Linked DNA regions of Pan troglodytes: regions 1, 2 and 4 are each linked to region 3. Evidence: chromatin contacts called from public HiChIP or PLAC-seq data. All regions are on one chromosome and are shown on one strand. Each heading gives the region's core, a stretch centred on a gene start, on an enhancer-like site or on the middle of the called end of the contact. The rest is flanking DNA. Distances are from core to core; before and after follow the strand shown. Region 1 holds the start of LOC100612020 (serine/threonine-protein phosphatase 4 regulatory subunit 1). Region 2 holds the start of VAPB (VAMP associated protein B and C). Region 3 holds the start of NPEPL1 (aminopeptidase like 1). Region 4 holds the start of ANKRD60 (ankyrin repeat domain 60).

Region 1 (3,615 bases), core at 1,044-3,543, 340 kb after region 3:
CATGAGCCCAGGAGTTCAAGACCAGCCTGGGTAGCTGGGCGTGGTGGTTCAACGCCTGTAATCCCAGCACTTTGGGAAGCTGAGGCGGGCGGATCATGAGGTCAGGAGATCAAGACCATCCTGGCTAACACGGTGAAACCCCTTCTCTACTAAAAATACAAAAAAATTAGCCAGGTGTGATGGCAGGCGCCTGTAGTCCCAGCTACTGGGGGGGCTGAGGCAGGAGAATGGCGTGAACCCAGGAGGCGGAGCTTGCAGTGAGCCGAGATCCCGCCACTGCACTCCAGCCTGGGCAACAGAGCGAGACTCTGTCTCAAAAAAAAAAAAAAAAAAAAAAAGAAAACCAGCCTGAGTAATATGGTGCAACTCTATCTCTACTAAAAAATACAAAAAATTAGCCAGGTGTGGTAGTGCGCATCTGTGATCTCAGCTACCTGAGGTGGAAGGATGACTTGAGCCCAGGAGATTGAGGCTGCAGTGAGCCATGATTGTGCCACTGCACTCCAGCCTGGGTGGAAAAAAAAAAAAAAAAAGCAGACAAAAAATATTGAACACATAGGCGAGGTGTGGCAGCTCATGCCTGTAACCCCAGCACTTTGAGAGGTTGAGGTGGGCAGATCACCTGAGGTCAGGAGTTCGAGACCAGCATGGCAAACATGGTGAGACCTTGTCTCTACTAAAAATACAAAAGTAGCTGGGCGTGGTGGTGGGCGCCCATAATTCCAGCTACTCAGGAGGCTGAGGCAGGAGAATCGCTTGAACCCGGGAGGCAGAGGTTGCAGTGAGCCAAGATTGCGCCATTGCACTGCAGCCTGGGCAAAAAGAGCGAAACTCTGTCTCAAAAAAATCAATAAATAACCTCTGTCAGCAGGAGCTCATAATTTCTCAGGGGACAATCTTATGGCAGTTTCTCTCCTGGGCTGTAAAATATTTCTCTATTAGTCAAAGAATGATCTGCATAGAGCACAAAGGCCAATTTTATCCTAATGATGGATAACATAGATTTTTTCTTTAAATGCTGGAAACCATTTGAGGGTTTGATGATAAAACTAGAGCACAGCACCTATTTAGTTTTATAAGGTTAACATAATATTAAAGCCTATAAAACACAACTTCTTATGTAGTCAAAGGATTAGTATTGCGAAATGAAAAGTTTTCTTTAGCGTCAAAAACATATGAACAATCAACTTTACTTATCCATAGAACCAGAGAACTGAAAAAACCTTCCATTTCAATATGAATTTATTAATTTATTATTACTACCAGTACAGGAATGTGTAAGGGTTCAGATCTCAACCTACTACTTTCAGGAAGGACAAAAACCATTTAAATGTCTTTTACTTGATATGCCTGAAAGAATAGCACCAGGATCTATTTTCATCTGCCTTATTTCAAGGTGTAATTGTTGTTGATATTTATAGACCGAAGCTTCTGTGTCTGTTCTAAAAATTAGTAGAACTCCAATTCATACTTGCATTTTGAAGTTCTCACCCCCAACAAGTCCGAAGATAATTTTCCTAAAATACACAGATCCTCACTGGACTCTTTCAAGTCCTTCCAGAGATGATGCGAACCAGCGACTCAGAATTCAATGACTACAAAGCGCAGGGCCTACACCTGTAACACACTATGTATTTGGAAGGATTTTCAATGTACCTTTAGATGTGTATCAAATAAAAGTCTCTTACCCTATTGTTGGGTTGATGTTTGGATCAAAACTGTCTTCCACAAACCGCCACACAATACTCGATTTACCTACACCTGTATCCTGAAAGAGAACGAGATGAGGGACTGAGAAAAAGTTTACCTTTTGGCAGACACCAAAAACTACTTTGTGGCATAAGTTCAGGATTTTAGAAAAATCACCCTAGACGTGTAAATTTTATAAACGGAGGAACACAAAAGCGGTTGTCATAAAAATTCAGTAGAGTAATTAGGAAATTCCAACTGTACTAAAAGGGAGAGGTTTTTGCCGTTAAGACAGATTAGGACCTTTTGAGAGACCCAAAGTTTCTGCTTCGTGTAAAAAGTAACAAGTCCACTTGCTTTTTAACATATGTTAGTAAACTTTGAACTCCTGAGTTACCTCTGAGTAATCCCTGATGAATCCTAGCCCCACCCTATTTGGGGGAATAAAGATTAGTTATTGGAGTTCCTGCCGATCTTTAAGGCAGAAACTCTGGAATGACAGCATCAATTTCAGAAAGAAGGCTTTGAAATGGCCAACACCTTGTCTTTCCTGACAAGACAGGAAGCTGAAGCTTCAAACTAGTCTTTGGGGCTTCCTGATTTGAACACCCCTTTTCTCCACAGGAAGAGTTACTTGGCAAAGTAACTCTTTGGAGAAGTGGCAGGGGTATCCCACAAGTTCAAAAACACCCAAGAGACAAAGTAGGCTAATGCTGCTTGTAAAACCTAAAGACCTGTTATTGGTTTTACTTTGGAAGACTTGGCCAACTCCCAATAATACCTTGGTAAGTTGGGAGAAAACTATTTAAGAACCTCTCTTAACCCAGATGCAATAGAGAGGCAAGGGGGGGCTGTTTGCTCTTTGTGGGGCGGGAAGAGTCCACGGGCTCCAGGGAGGGGAAGGGGAAGGGTCCCTTCGGCCTCCAGGACCTTTTCGAGGGTGCAAGAGGTGGGCGGGACGGCTCCCGAGCTGGAGGGAGGGTCCACGGGGCTGGCAGACAGCGTCTCGGACGTGGGAGGGGGGAAGGGATGAGGGGACAGGGGGGATCCGGGGTCCCCGCCAGCCCAGCCTCCCGTGGCCCTCCCGGCCGGACCCGTCGCCACTCACCCCGAGCAGACACACTTTGAGCTCCCTCAGCGCCATGGCCCGGGAGCCAGGGGCGCGGGCCCGCCGCCGCCCTAAGTTGAGAAGGGAGAGGCCAGGCCCAGCAAGAGCATCCCCTGGCGCCGCTGCCGCCGCACGGCCCAGCCCCGGTCCGCGCAGAGGCGGCTGCCGCCCGTCCTCCGGCCGTAGGTCCGGCCTGTCCGCTGCCAGCCGCGTGGGGCCCGCCTTAGCAGCCGGGACGCCGCCGCGGCCTTCCGGGAGCCGCCGCCGCCGCCATCTTGGGACGCCGGCCGCGTCACCTGACCTCCCCGCCCACCTCGGCAGCCACCTTCGCTGAGAGGGCGGGGCCGGCCGGCCGGCGCGGATCGGGGGCGGGGCCCGAAGCCGACGGCCCCGCCCCTGTCTACAGGGCCCCGCCCCTGTCTACAGGGCCCCGCCCCTGTCTACAGGGCCCCGCCCCTGTCTACAGGGCCCCGCCCCTGTCTACAGGGCCCCGCCCCTGTCTACAGGGCCCCGCCCCTGTCTACAGGGCCCCGCCCCTGCCGGTCCCGCCTCCATGCCCATCCCAAGATGGCGGGTGAGTGGGGCTGGGCTCGGGGGATGCCAGGGGTGCCCCTCTCTCTCTCGCCCCGTGACCACCCCGCGAGGCCGAGGGGCCCCTGCCCGACCCCGTCCCCTCTCGCCGCAGCCCCCTGGTAACTCCTTGTGTGTTTCTTGGTTTTCAGAGATCCCCCTGTACTTTGTGGACTTGCAGGATGACTTAGACGACTGTAAGTAAGAGTTGGGGCACCCCTGTCCCTCCCTGGGACCCTCTCAAAGAA
Region 2 (3,748 bases), core at 1,078-3,577, 260 kb after region 3:
GCTCAAATGACACCTCTTTCAGGAGTTGACCTCCTCAATGCTCCTGGAGCACTCTGGACTACCCTACATCATTGTCCTGTCCTGGCTGTTATTCTTATCTGCCCCCTTCCCTAAAGTACTGGGAGGAGGTTGAGGGAAAATGGGAGAGTACAGCTGATATGACTTGGCTTCTCTGGGTATCTGACACACAGATCAGGTACTCAGTAAATGTTTGTGGACTAACCGAATGAACCCACCAATTATCGGGAGAAGCCAAGCCAGGCCTCCCAGATAGAGAAAGAACTTCAGACAACTCAAGTGGAAACTATGGCTCACTATTTTCACTTTAGCTACCTGGACTTCTTTCCCAATCTGGCATCCCCAGAAGGCCATGAGAACATCATGAAAGCTCAAGTACTATCCTGGAATTACAATCCACGGTAGGTTTGGTGGGGTTTTTCGGGTTTTTCATTTTAATTGGAAAGCCTTTGGTTCTCTGTAAATTCAGAGTTATTTCACATTGTTAACTTGGAAGGCAAAGTGACAGCCACCGTTCTGGAGTATTTCCCAGCGATCAGACAGCATAACGGTTAAGAGCGTGAACTCTGAAGTCTGGGTTCAAATGTACCATTTGCCAACTGGGTAACTTTGGGTAAGTTACCCTACACTACTTCCCAATAGGACATATAAACTGGAGAGCCTCTGGCCATTCATTCCTTCATAAATACCAACTGAGCATCTACTGTGAGTCCGGTGCTAGCGATATAGTGGAGACCTGGCCTTCCAATCTAAAGTACGCTTCCATGGAGTCAGACTGTTCCATTTCCTACACAGCACTTAGCACTATCTGCAATGATCTTGTGTGTTGGTTTGTCTGTCCTCGTCGGAAGGTAAGCTCTGTGAGAGCAGAGGCCTTATCTGTCTTGTGCATCCATCACCTCCCCAGAGCCTCCCACATCACTGGATACACGCAAAAAGAAAGAATGAGCATGTCAGACAAGAACTTTTACCTCGTAGCCCTGGTGAAGGTAGGAAAAAAACAAAAACAAAAGTAACAACATAGAAAACATAAAGGCACAAATTACAGAGGTAATAGTATCTGGGAGAAACCAGGGTCATGGCTTCCCATCGCCGCAGGTATTGCTCCAGACAGCTCTGCGGAGAAAAAGGATCCCAGCACCCTGGCAGCCTCCTTGCGCCGCATCCAGGAGACAGCATGAGGGACACAGTGAAAGGAAAATGGGCCCAATCCCATCAGAAGTCCTGAGGAGGTTCATTTGTTGGTTCAACATGTTCATCTGTTGGTTCAACAGGTATTTATTTACTAGGCGTATAATGTGTGCTGGGTACACAGCAGCGAACTGACAAGAGCCTGTCCTCATGCAGTTTCCCTTCTAGTATTGAAACAGTGATTTTGGGTATGAAAAGTGCCGTGCTGACCACGAAACAGTGACGGAATACGGAATGACAGCAGGTGTGCACGGTGGCTGGGTGGTCACAGCAGGCCTCTCTGAGCAGGTGACACCTCAACTAAGCTAAGACCTGAGGTCAACACTGTCACAGAGCAGGGGAAGAAACTTCTAGGCAAAGGCAGCGGCGGAGGCTCACACTAGAGAGGATCACAAACTGGTAAGTTACAAAGTGACAAGTGCCTCGAAGGCAAGTCCCAGGAGGCTGGGGGTCGGGGAGGAGGCGCAGGCCCCGGCTCCCGCACCAGCCCTCTCGGGTCCCGGCCACTCCGGGCAGTTCTGGGGAGCGCGGCGAGCGCCAAGGCCCGGCCCGGCCTCGCCGCCCCCCGCGACAGCGCCGTCGGGGTGGGGACGAGGGCCGACGTCACCCGCCGCGCCGGGCTCCGTCCTTCCAGCACTGGGGCGGAGGCCGCGGGCAGGAAGGTGGCGGCCTCTGGGGCTTACCTCGGAATTTGAGCTCGTGCTGCGGCTCGAGGCTCAGGACCTGCTCCACCTTCGCCATGTTCCTTAGCGGCGGAGCACCTTTGGCGGGGAGACCCCTGAGAGGTCACCGGGGCGGGAAGCGTTAATGCTGCGCCCGCTTTAAGTTTTACAAAAAGGCGGGGACCGGTCGGGGCACGGGCGGGGGGTCCTCTACGGGGTGGGCGCGCTGGGGGGGGTCGGTCTACGCGGTGCAGGCGCAGGGGCGGAGGGCGAGGGCGAGGCCGCGGTGCCCGGCGAGCTGACGGCACGCACGCACGCACGCACGCACGCAGAGTCGTACACACGCACGCACGCAGCAGGCTGGCCCGCTCTGGCGGCGGGAAGCTGCGCCCTGCGCCGCCGGCTCCAGGGGCGGGGACTAAAGCTGCGCGCGTAGAGCCCCTTCCGGGACAGTGCGCGGGCGCGGCACAAGCCACGGGGGCGGGACTGCGGGGCAGCAAGGGGCGGGGCTTCGGGCCGCTCAGGAGGCGGGGTCAGTAGTCCAGCTACGACAGCCACCGCGGAAACTATTAAGGGCCCGCTGGGGGCCAGCTTCGTGTTAAGTGCTTTATTCAATAATAACAATTAGAATAAACTTCCACTTTTCTCTTGCTTATGTAGTGCCAGGCACTGTTAGAGACTTTGAATAATAGTGAAAGTACTTAGTATAAGTATAATGTTTATGGGTGAGTGATATGGGCTAGGCACTGTGACGTCTTGTAAATAATAATTATAAATATAATAAACTACCAATTATTGCTTATTTATTTTGTATCACTCTACTGAATGCTTCCAATAACAACAGCAACTACAATAAATACAAGCTACTCTACGTTAAATGTTTACTATGCAACTGGCACTGTGCTGAATTCTTTACTAGTAAATTCTATTTGTGTATGCAACAAATATTTAGAAATACAATGATCAGAAAAGCGAACCTGATTCCAATCCTTTTACTATAGCCTAGTGAAGAGACATCTTTTGAATAAATAACCACACACGTAAGTTAAATAATTAAAAATTGCTGGAGAATCCAGATCTGCTTGACCTCAAAAGTGGATACTGTACATCATGATTACCGTTTAAATTGTATTTCATTATATTATTTTACTATGGAAGTTAAATAGGTGTTCTTAATAGTCTCCTATACATACCGATATAGGTGAGACAAATGTGGCAAATTGCTAGCAATGGCTGACTCTACATCGCAGGTATATGGTTTTCTTGTACTGTTTCTCCCACTTTGCTGTATACTTGAAATTTTTCATGATAAAAAGGTTTTTTAAAAGAATAGTCTTTGTATTTTAACTGGAGCATTTAGTCCATTTACATTTATTATATTTACTAATATATCTGGAATTATTTCTACCATTGTATTTTGTTATTTCTATTTGTCCTGCCTGTTTTTTTTCCCCTTTCCTTTCTTCTTTAGGGTTTATTTTTATTCTCATTCTGATTTTCTTCACCTGTATACTCTATTTCTAAGTTTTAGTGGTTACTTCAAACTTTTGGGCATGCATACTTACCTTGTGAAAGTCCAATATCTTTAAATATTTGTAAAAATGTCTTTACCCTGTTTCCTTAAAATATAAAGACTTTGGAGTACTTTAATCACCCATCCTCTAAATTATACACCTTAATGTAGTGTATGTTAAGTTTAATCTTTGCCATTGTAACCCCAAGAGACATTACTAAATTGTTTTATTCAGTCAACATTAGTTTAGATTCAGCCACACAATTACCATTTTTGTCCACCTTTTCTTCTTGCATCTCAGCTGTCACCAACAGGATCACTCTCCTTTTGCCTGAAGTAAATCCTTTAAATTTTATTTTTTTGT
Region 3 (3,932 bases), core at 399-2,898:
TACCTCCTCAGGCTTTTTTTAAAAAGTTCGAATGGAGAGGAAAGCTTAATTTCCTGTCTGGGAAATGGAAAGTGAAGAGGCTAGCACCTTGAGTCTCACAAACGCAAGCCCCCAGGAAGAACAGTGAGGCAATTACTCACAGGGAACAAGGCCACACAGAGGGCTGCGGGGCCGTTAAAAGAAAACGGGCGGAAAAACAAAACAAAACAACAACACAACTCCCTCCTCTTTGAGGGGAGGGAGTCGTTCATTTTGCAAGGATTTGGGTCTACGATCCCGCGACCCAGCCATTAGGACCAAACCGAGGCTCATTACTGGGGGGAGGGGAGCTTCAAACAAAACGAAACAAAAAGGCTTCAGAAAGGCCCAATGCTTCCCAATGTTAGCGTTAAAACATATGTAAATTACAGGCGGCCTGTAGCGCAGTGACGCCAAGGCGGGGGGTGCGGGGGGGGTGCTGCGGAAGTGAGGAGAAGACGGGGCAGAGGTGGAGCTGCGGCCTCACAGCACCGCTTCTTCCCCATCCAGGGCTACAGATGCCCCCTGACTCTAGCCAAGAGATCTTATTATTCTTAGTCTTATTATTCTTATCTTCTTTTTTTAAACAGAGAGACAGACAGAGACAGACAAACAGGCAGAGCCGCAGTGCACACGGTCCGTGTGTCGGAGAGGCCGCCAGGAGACTCACCGCAGCAATGCTACGTGAATGCAGAGGGCTGGAGGTGGTGTGACTACTCACTTGCTCGGCTAACAGCTGCCGGTTTTGGATGGAATTATTCCGCAACAACAAGAAAGCGTCGGTTAAACGCCTGGTGGCCATGTCTCACCCTTTGCGACCCCCCTCTCAGGGGCCCCCCGCCCACTTATATTCCTGATTTATTCACTTTCTTTCTCGTGGCCCGGCTGGCCCACCCTTTCACGGAAGCTTCTCGACAAGGCCTCAGGCCTCAAGCCAAAAAGATGCAGCTGTGCGCTTCGCCAAGGCGTAGAGACCCCTCCCCAAATAACTACCTAGGCTTTCCAATTGTCTGACTCCCCCTACCCAGGACAGACTTCGATCTCTAAGCACTTGAATCCCCCCAATCCTTGCGTAGCGATCCAACGTCCCAGAGACCCCCACCCCAATCCAACCTTGGATCTACAAGCGTCTAACTCGCCAATCCGGCTCTAGACTGGGAGGCCCTGAAGCCCCCTACTCCCTGAGACCCCCCAAAGGTCTCTGCTCTCTACCCCTAACTTTGGCTCGTAAGCGTCTAGGCCGTGCCGTGAGGTCTGGCTGTGACTCAGTTTCCGCACCAGAGGCCTGGCCTAGGCCCTCTTTGGACAACCGGAGCCAGGCTTGGGGCCTGGACTCGAGGGCGCCTGCAGCTCCCTTCTGGGGACTTGTCTGAACCTGCTGAGGCCCTGCCCGACCTCCTGACCCCTTCCTTTCCTGGACGGCCTGGTCCTCCACTGCCAGCAGGCTGCCGGCCTGCAGGAAGACAGCAGGGCCTGCCTCCCCGGCCTTCTCACTCCTCTTCTCCGGCTCCCTCCATCCCCGGATCTGACTGCAGCTCAGCCCCGGGCCGTTTCCGTGCTGTGGTCCCGGGTTCTGGCGTTCCCCCCTGGCCCTCTTCCTGTCCGTCCCTCGCGAGTGCCCCCCTGCGACGCTCGCAAGCCTTGCTCGCAACGTTCCGGGCGCGGGAGCTCCCTGCACTCCTGCCCCGGGGCACGGGAGTGCTCCGCCCTCTCCCGGGGTGCTCCTCGGGCGCCCTGTTTCGCCTCCCCCAACTGGGTCCAGGCACTAGGAGCAGGCCAACGAGCAGGCCTGAGCCTGGGGAGCGTGGCCCCCAGGCTGCAAACCGCTGCCAGGGCCCTTGGTCCCTGAATTAGAGTGGAAGTTGCGCGGCAGGCAAATTTGGGCTCCCCAAGAACTGAAGTTTTGGGCGCGGGGAGTTGGAGCGGGAGAGGAAAAGTTGGAGACGACTGCCTCTGCAGGCCGAGCACGCTCTACTGCAGGCGGCGGCGCTCGCTTTTTTTTTTTTTTTTTTTTTTTTTCCCACTCTGGAAAAAGATGTATCCGACAAACAACCAGGAGGAAATAAAAGAAAAAAAAAAAAAAAAAAAAAAGGAAGCGAGAACTCCAGGCAGCCTGGCCGCGCCGCCGCTGGCAGTCGGGGGTCTTCGGGGGCGCCCGCCCTCCCCAGCTGCCGCTTTCTGTAGGGGGCACTGCAGGGTCGTGGAATCTCAAGTGGAAAAGTTCCCCCGAAAACTTTGACACCTCCCACCCCCCTCCCCGCGAAAAAAATCTCTGTTCTCTGCCTGGGCCCTGGCCCTGCGACCCCCGCGCCCCCCCGTGCCCCGGGCCCGGTATTCCACGCTTGGCCGGGCCCGGGGTGTCCTAAGCACCTCGACTTGCCGCCCCGGGCCAGGTCGGCTGGGTTCGTGCAGGGGCTCCGCGGGGCCGCGTCGGGCAGGGGCCGCCCGGGCCCGAGCACGGCACCCACAAACAGGCTGGCGCCCCGCGACGGAGACCCGGGTCCGGCCCGGAGCCGCCCGGGAGGCTGGAGGCCAAGGGCCTGGCCCAGCGCGCGGCCGGAGCGGGTCGGGGGCGCAGAACTGTGCGGCGGCGCCTTCCGGGCCCCGGGCCTGTGCAGGGCCGGCTTCCCCTTGCGGGGCGAGGCTGCGGGCCGGGCTGCGGTGCGGGGTTCCAACAAAGGACCGAGGCCCAGAAGCGGCCCCCACGCGTCCTTTGTTTCTGCGTGGAACAAACTTTACACACGTGTGTGTTTTCCGAGGGTTTCCCGTGTGCTGAGCGCTTGCAAAGCGGAGTCGCGCCCGGGGAGACGCGAAGCCGGTGCCCGCGGCTCACCCAGGGACCCCAGCCAGACAGCGGCACCCGCGGGGCGCGTGCGGGACCCCCAGGCGACCGGGGGAAGAGCCGGTAACCGCCCCCCACCCGTGCTTTTTCTCTCACGGAGAATGTTCCCGCGCGTTCGTTGTGCAACTAAAAATTAATGTGAAACATCCATTGAGTCAAATAACAAAATGCATCCAACGAAACCCACATAAAATCGAGAGAGCCGCGAGCAGGGCTGGGCGAGTTCACTGTGAGGACCGGCTCTGGCTTCCGCGCAGCGCGGAGAGCAGGGCGCTCGCCCGGGGACGCTTCGCAGCGGTGGAAGATTCGGGCGACAGGGGACTGGGTCGCCGCGCGGGCCGGGCTGGAGGCTGCAGGGACTTGCTGACAGGCCATCCAAAGACAGAGGCCCTGGGGAGGGAAATTCGGGGAGCCCGTGTGCTTAGCGTAGCGCCCCGGAAAATATTTGCCCAATAAGGGAGAGTTTGTCCCCACACCGCGGCAGAAGCCCCCTGCGAGCTCTGACCCCAGTAGCACGGCCAAGCCCCCCCAACCCCGCTCCCCCCTTTAGGGGACAGGTATTTGTAAATAATAACTGAGCTGGTCGTCGGTAGGAGAATCAGGTTAGAAACATGGTCCCCACTCTCTTCCTATCTCCCCAGCGCTCATCACCTCACAAAGCAGGGGGGGGACTTGTTTACTTTTCCTGGCGCTCTCCCCCAGGCTAGAACGTGATCTTCTTCCTACGCAGGGACAGTGTTTTATTCATCTTTGTACCCACTGCCATCTCATCTGGCTTGGAACAGGCTCCGGATAAATATTTTTTAAATATGTGCATGAATTAATGAGAGACTCGAGATTTAGTCCCCAAACTCTCTGACCTCCCTCGAGTGACTTTAAGCCTTTAGAGCCCTTATCTGTTAAGAAAGAAAGAAAAAAATGTGGGTTTTTCGTAATCCTCGTAATCCGCGCCCTGTCTACTTCTCTGGGGTTATTGTGAAGATCAAATACGATAAGTGAAAACTCTTTGTAAAACTACCAGGTGCTGAGCAAATATTATATAGGATGGTTATTCATTCATTCCCTCCGTTCA
Region 4 (3,760 bases), core at 749-3,248, 420 kb after region 3:
AAATCAGTAATTTAAGATTTTCTAACCATTTGAACAAATTTTACATACATGTATGCACATGTCATTTTTCGTGTTTCTATTTTTATGTTCTCAAAGGTAGGATAAGGGAAGGAAGGAGGAAACAGCCCATTTGGGGTTCAAGAGCTAGCTCTGCTAAGGGCTTGTAAGCTATTTCTATTCTGCCCTTTGGTCTTTTTCTTGTTTGTCTTGTCTTTATTTTTAAATGAAATTCTTGAAGCTATGTATTGAATTTTCTAGTATAGAGGATGTGACTCCCACCTCCAAATTCCATTTAACTGATTCTTTTAAAAGAAAGATAGGCGTATATACACCATGCCAAAATAATAATAAGGTACATATGTGAGAATTGCAAATTATACCCCAGGGTAGCATTTACGCAGCGTCGGCAAAAAGTGAGTTAATAAATCAGAAGCTACATATTAAAAAAAAAATCAGTCAATCCATCGTGTGTTTAATTCTTGCCTAAAGTAAATGGAGATATTGTTTTGCTTTGGTAACCAGGAATTTTTAATTTTTTTTTATTGCCCGCAAATTGAGATTGTTTTGTTAAAATCTGTTGATCTAGCAGCGAGTAGAATTATTCAACTGGAATCTTGTATTCTATTCAGAGCTTAATTTTCCGTTAAGGAAAAAAATGAGCTTCAGTTTGTGTTGTGATGTGTATAATTTGCATGCTGAATCACAACATGCTTGGAGAGATTGTAGAGACTCTTTGGTAAATAATCTAACCTTTACAATTTCCGTTTATATGTTAACATTTTTCTATAATATGAGTGCCTTTCCAATGCAAAGATATTTTTTATGGCTGTAATTTCTCTGTAAAAATAATTTTTAAGCGTACATTTTATTCTTTTTTTTGCAACAACCGAGATTTTTCCAAGATTGTTCTGTTTCCCCTTGCCCTCCTAGCTCCCGCCCCCATCACTTCGGCGCTTGTATTTTCTAATTATTCATGGGTGCCATGTTGAGTGTTTGTAATTTGACCACCACAGGTAAGCTTCCTGTTTACTTGAACACTCAGCCTCATCTCCGGCGAATGAATGGAAAAGCACAGATGGGTTTCTCCCAGGCATAGCTCACTCCAAAGGTGTCTTCATAGAGCCAGCCCAGCCTTTCTCAAGGGAGCATTTCCCCACTTAATGTGTTTATCAGTATCTTTCTTCCGCCAAGAATTCAAGAGCATTTTCAAAATTGATAGATTTTGGTGCAGTTTTGCAAGTTTCCATGGAAGGCTGTCTCCCACTTCTGGGATCCACCCCCAAGTCGGGACCAGATCGGCTGCAGGGAGTCATGTTTATGAAATGGTGGTGGTTTTTTTTTTTTTTTTTTCATTCATACTAGAAGTGTTTTTATAACGAAAATCTGCACTTTACAACTCTGCAGGCCATGCATGCAATGGTGATTTACAGCCTTGTTTACGTGTAATTCCTCCAGGTAATTTATCCCAATTTATGCAAAGATCCTATTTTAAACAGACACGGAGAAGTGGTAACCGTTTCCTAACAGCAGCAAGAATGCCCCTTCCGTTTGCCTGGTGAAAAGAACTGACATTAACAGCAGCTTGGAGGCTTCGAGGAGGTGGGGACGTGGCCTGAGCTCGGGACGGGGGGCCCAGTGCCGGTTGTCGGAGCGTGGCCGCCCGGCGATGTCTCTGTATTTATCAATAAATCTCCCGGTTGCTCTGGGAAGCACTTATGTCCTGTTCCATTATTTAAGAACCGTCTCCCGCGGCCACGTGAAACTGCGGCTTTGTTCATCGCGGAGCGGGAAAGGACTGCGAGACCTTGGGGGGCCGCCCGCCCATCGGTCTCCCTGGGGGCTCGGGCGGCAGGCAGGGAGGGGCCTCGCCTTGCGTCTGGAGGGGGCGGTCCTGGCGGGGCCTGGGCGTCACAGTGGGGCGGGGGGGGGCATGGGCCCGCCTTGGGGCGTCAGGGCGGGGGCGGCGATGACGCGTGGCCACCGCACTCGAGCCGCGGATGACGCGCGGCCGCGCCTGGGCTATGCGGCGGGCGGCGGCGGGGGCGGGCGGAGCGCGGGCGGCGGGGCCAACTGGGGGCGCCTCTCGCCTGCACCCCAATGCGGGACGCAGGAGCGGTGCGCGGGCCGGGGCTCAGGGGTGCGGCGGGCCCAGGGTGGGCTCGGCGGGCTCGGCGGGCTCGCGGGCTCTCCCCGCGCAGCCCCTGGCCTGTGCCCGCGGCCGGAGCCAGCGGCTCGTCTGTGACCCGAAGGCCGCGAGTGCCTTGCCCGACTTGGCCCCTGACGTCTTCGTCCTGCGGGTGCGGCTGGAGGAGACGGGGGAGATGTTCCGAGTGGCAAACTGCCGCGGCGACATGACCGTGCGGGAGCTCAAAGAGGAGCTGGACCTGATGGTCGGCATCCCCTTCAACCTCCAGCGGCTCCAGTACCTCGACGAAGGTGGCTCCTGCCCTGACTCCTTCCCTGGCCACATGCAAGGGCACCCTGTCCACTTCTGAAGTGGATTCCCAAAGGGAAGCCTGCTTACGTGAGAAACCCCAGATGTCAAAGCAAACCCCTGAAACCCAACCACCCTGAAACCCAGATGGAAGGGCCACTTAGGGTCCTGGCCACAGAGGGACTTCCCAATCTCAAACACACGGCGTTCAAATTGGACTCCCAATCAAGGCAAACCTGGTCCACAGCAGGACCCTAATCCACAAGCAGGTCCTGCCTGGATCGGGCTGCATCTGCCAACCCTGAGCAAATCCTGTCCAAGCCAGGACCCCCCAGAAGCCAGACCCTCAGGCTCCCCATGTCTTCATAAGGAACCCAGGTCCCAAAGCCAACTCTGTTCATGTAAGACTTGTCTGAAACAAAGCCTGTCCTCAGCAGAACCCCCAAACCCAAGGCAAGCCTGCCCATGTCAGTACCCCAAACTCAAAGCAAACCCCAAGTCCTTCTCCATGCTGGTCTTGAGAACATTAGAACCCCAAATCCTCTAGCCAACCATGTCCACGCAAACATGCCAAACCTGAAACAAACCCTGCTGACCTCAGGACCCACAAATCCAGAACAAAATTGCCCAACACCAAACCCCAAATCTCTAGGCTAACCATGACTACTTCAGAACCCCAAATCCTCCAGCTACCACATCCCCCCCAGGATGCCAGGGCTTGAACAAACCTTGACCACCTCAGGACCCCAAAATCCAGAGCAAACATGCCCAACTGAACCCCAAATCTCCAGGCTACCCATGACTACCTCAGAACCCCAGATTTTCCAGCCACTTTTGTCTTGCAAGGATGCCAAATCAAAACAAACCCTGTCCATCTCAGGACCCCAAAATCAACAAACCAGCCCAAGACTCAACCCCTAATCTCCAGGCTAACCATGACTACCTCAGAACCCCAGATCCTTCAACAACTGTGTCCACGCAAAGAGGTCAAAGCTGAAACAAACTCTGTCCAGTTTAGGACCCCAAAACCAAGAACAAACCTGGCTAAATCTGAAATCCCAAATTGCCAGACTAATTATATGACTATTAGAACCCCGAATCCTCCACAACCATGTCCACACAAGGATGCCAAAATCTGAAACAAACGCTGCCCACCTCAAGACCCCATATACCTCTGTGCAAATTCTGCCCATGTTTGAGCCTCAAACCCTGAAGCTATGCCTGGCCATAACAGAACCCTAAATCCCAGAGCAGACTCTACCCACGTCATGACCCTCAATTGCCCAATTCTGGACCCCCGGCATCCAACTAACCATTTGTGCATCT

The links. HiChIP or PLAC-seq counts read pairs in DNA pulled down with a chosen protein or histone mark.
Region 1: an H3K4me3 HiChIP or PLAC-seq map of stem cell-derived excitatory neurons shows a contact between it and region 3, with 6 times the contacts expected there. The contact joins the promoter of LOC100612020 here to the promoter of NPEPL1 in region 3. A contact is called at or near these places in 1 of 7 Hi-C or Micro-C datasets (stem cell-derived neural progenitor cells) and 1 of 1 datasets of contacts at active chromatin or transcription factors (stem cell-derived excitatory neurons).
Region 2: a contact with region 3 is called in an H3K4me3 HiChIP or PLAC-seq map of stem cell-derived excitatory neurons, with 6 times the contacts expected there. The contact joins the promoter of VAPB here to the promoter of NPEPL1 in region 3. A contact is called at or near these places in 1 of 7 Hi-C or Micro-C datasets (blood) and 1 of 1 datasets of contacts at active chromatin or transcription factors (stem cell-derived excitatory neurons).
Region 4: an H3K4me3 HiChIP or PLAC-seq map of stem cell-derived excitatory neurons shows a contact between it and region 3, with 15 times the contacts expected there. The contact joins the promoter of ANKRD60 here to the promoter of NPEPL1 in region 3. A contact is called at or near these places in 2 of 7 Hi-C or Micro-C datasets (blood and stem cell-derived neural progenitor cells) and 1 of 1 datasets of contacts at active chromatin or transcription factors (stem cell-derived excitatory neurons).

The regions. Positions count from the first base shown.
Region 1 is chr21:64,600,173-64,603,787 of NHGRI_mPanTro3-v2.0_pri, reverse strand. LOC100612020 (serine/threonine-protein phosphatase 4 regulatory subunit 1) reads left to right here and starts at 2,293. Exons shown (of 20, transcript XM_063802679.1): 1 at 2,293-2,474; 2 at 3,520-3,564. It overlaps RAB22A (RAB22A, member RAS oncogene family), which reads right to left and starts at 2,952. Exons shown (of 6, transcript XM_016938175.3): 1 at 2,798-2,952; 2 at 1,689-1,768. The coding sequence starts at 2,833.
Region 2 is chr21:64,680,233-64,683,980 of NHGRI_mPanTro3-v2.0_pri, reverse strand. VAPB (VAMP associated protein B and C) reads right to left here and starts at 2,327. Exons shown (of 6, transcript XM_001135464.6): 1 at 1,893-2,327. The coding sequence starts at 1,950.
Region 3 is chr21:64,943,156-64,947,087 of NHGRI_mPanTro3-v2.0_pri, reverse strand. It overlaps NPEPL1 (aminopeptidase like 1), which reads right to left and starts at 1,648. Exons shown (of 19, transcript XM_063802671.1): 1 at 740-1,648. The coding sequence starts at 820.
Region 4 is chr21:64,518,877-64,522,636 of NHGRI_mPanTro3-v2.0_pri, reverse strand. It overlaps ANKRD60 (ankyrin repeat domain 60), which reads left to right and starts at 1,998. Exons shown (of 4, transcript XM_003317018.4): 1 at 1,998-2,436. The coding sequence starts at 1,998. It overlaps LOC100612020 (serine/threonine-protein phosphatase 4 regulatory subunit 1), which reads left to right. Exons shown (of 20, transcript XM_063802679.1): 20 at 1-1,709.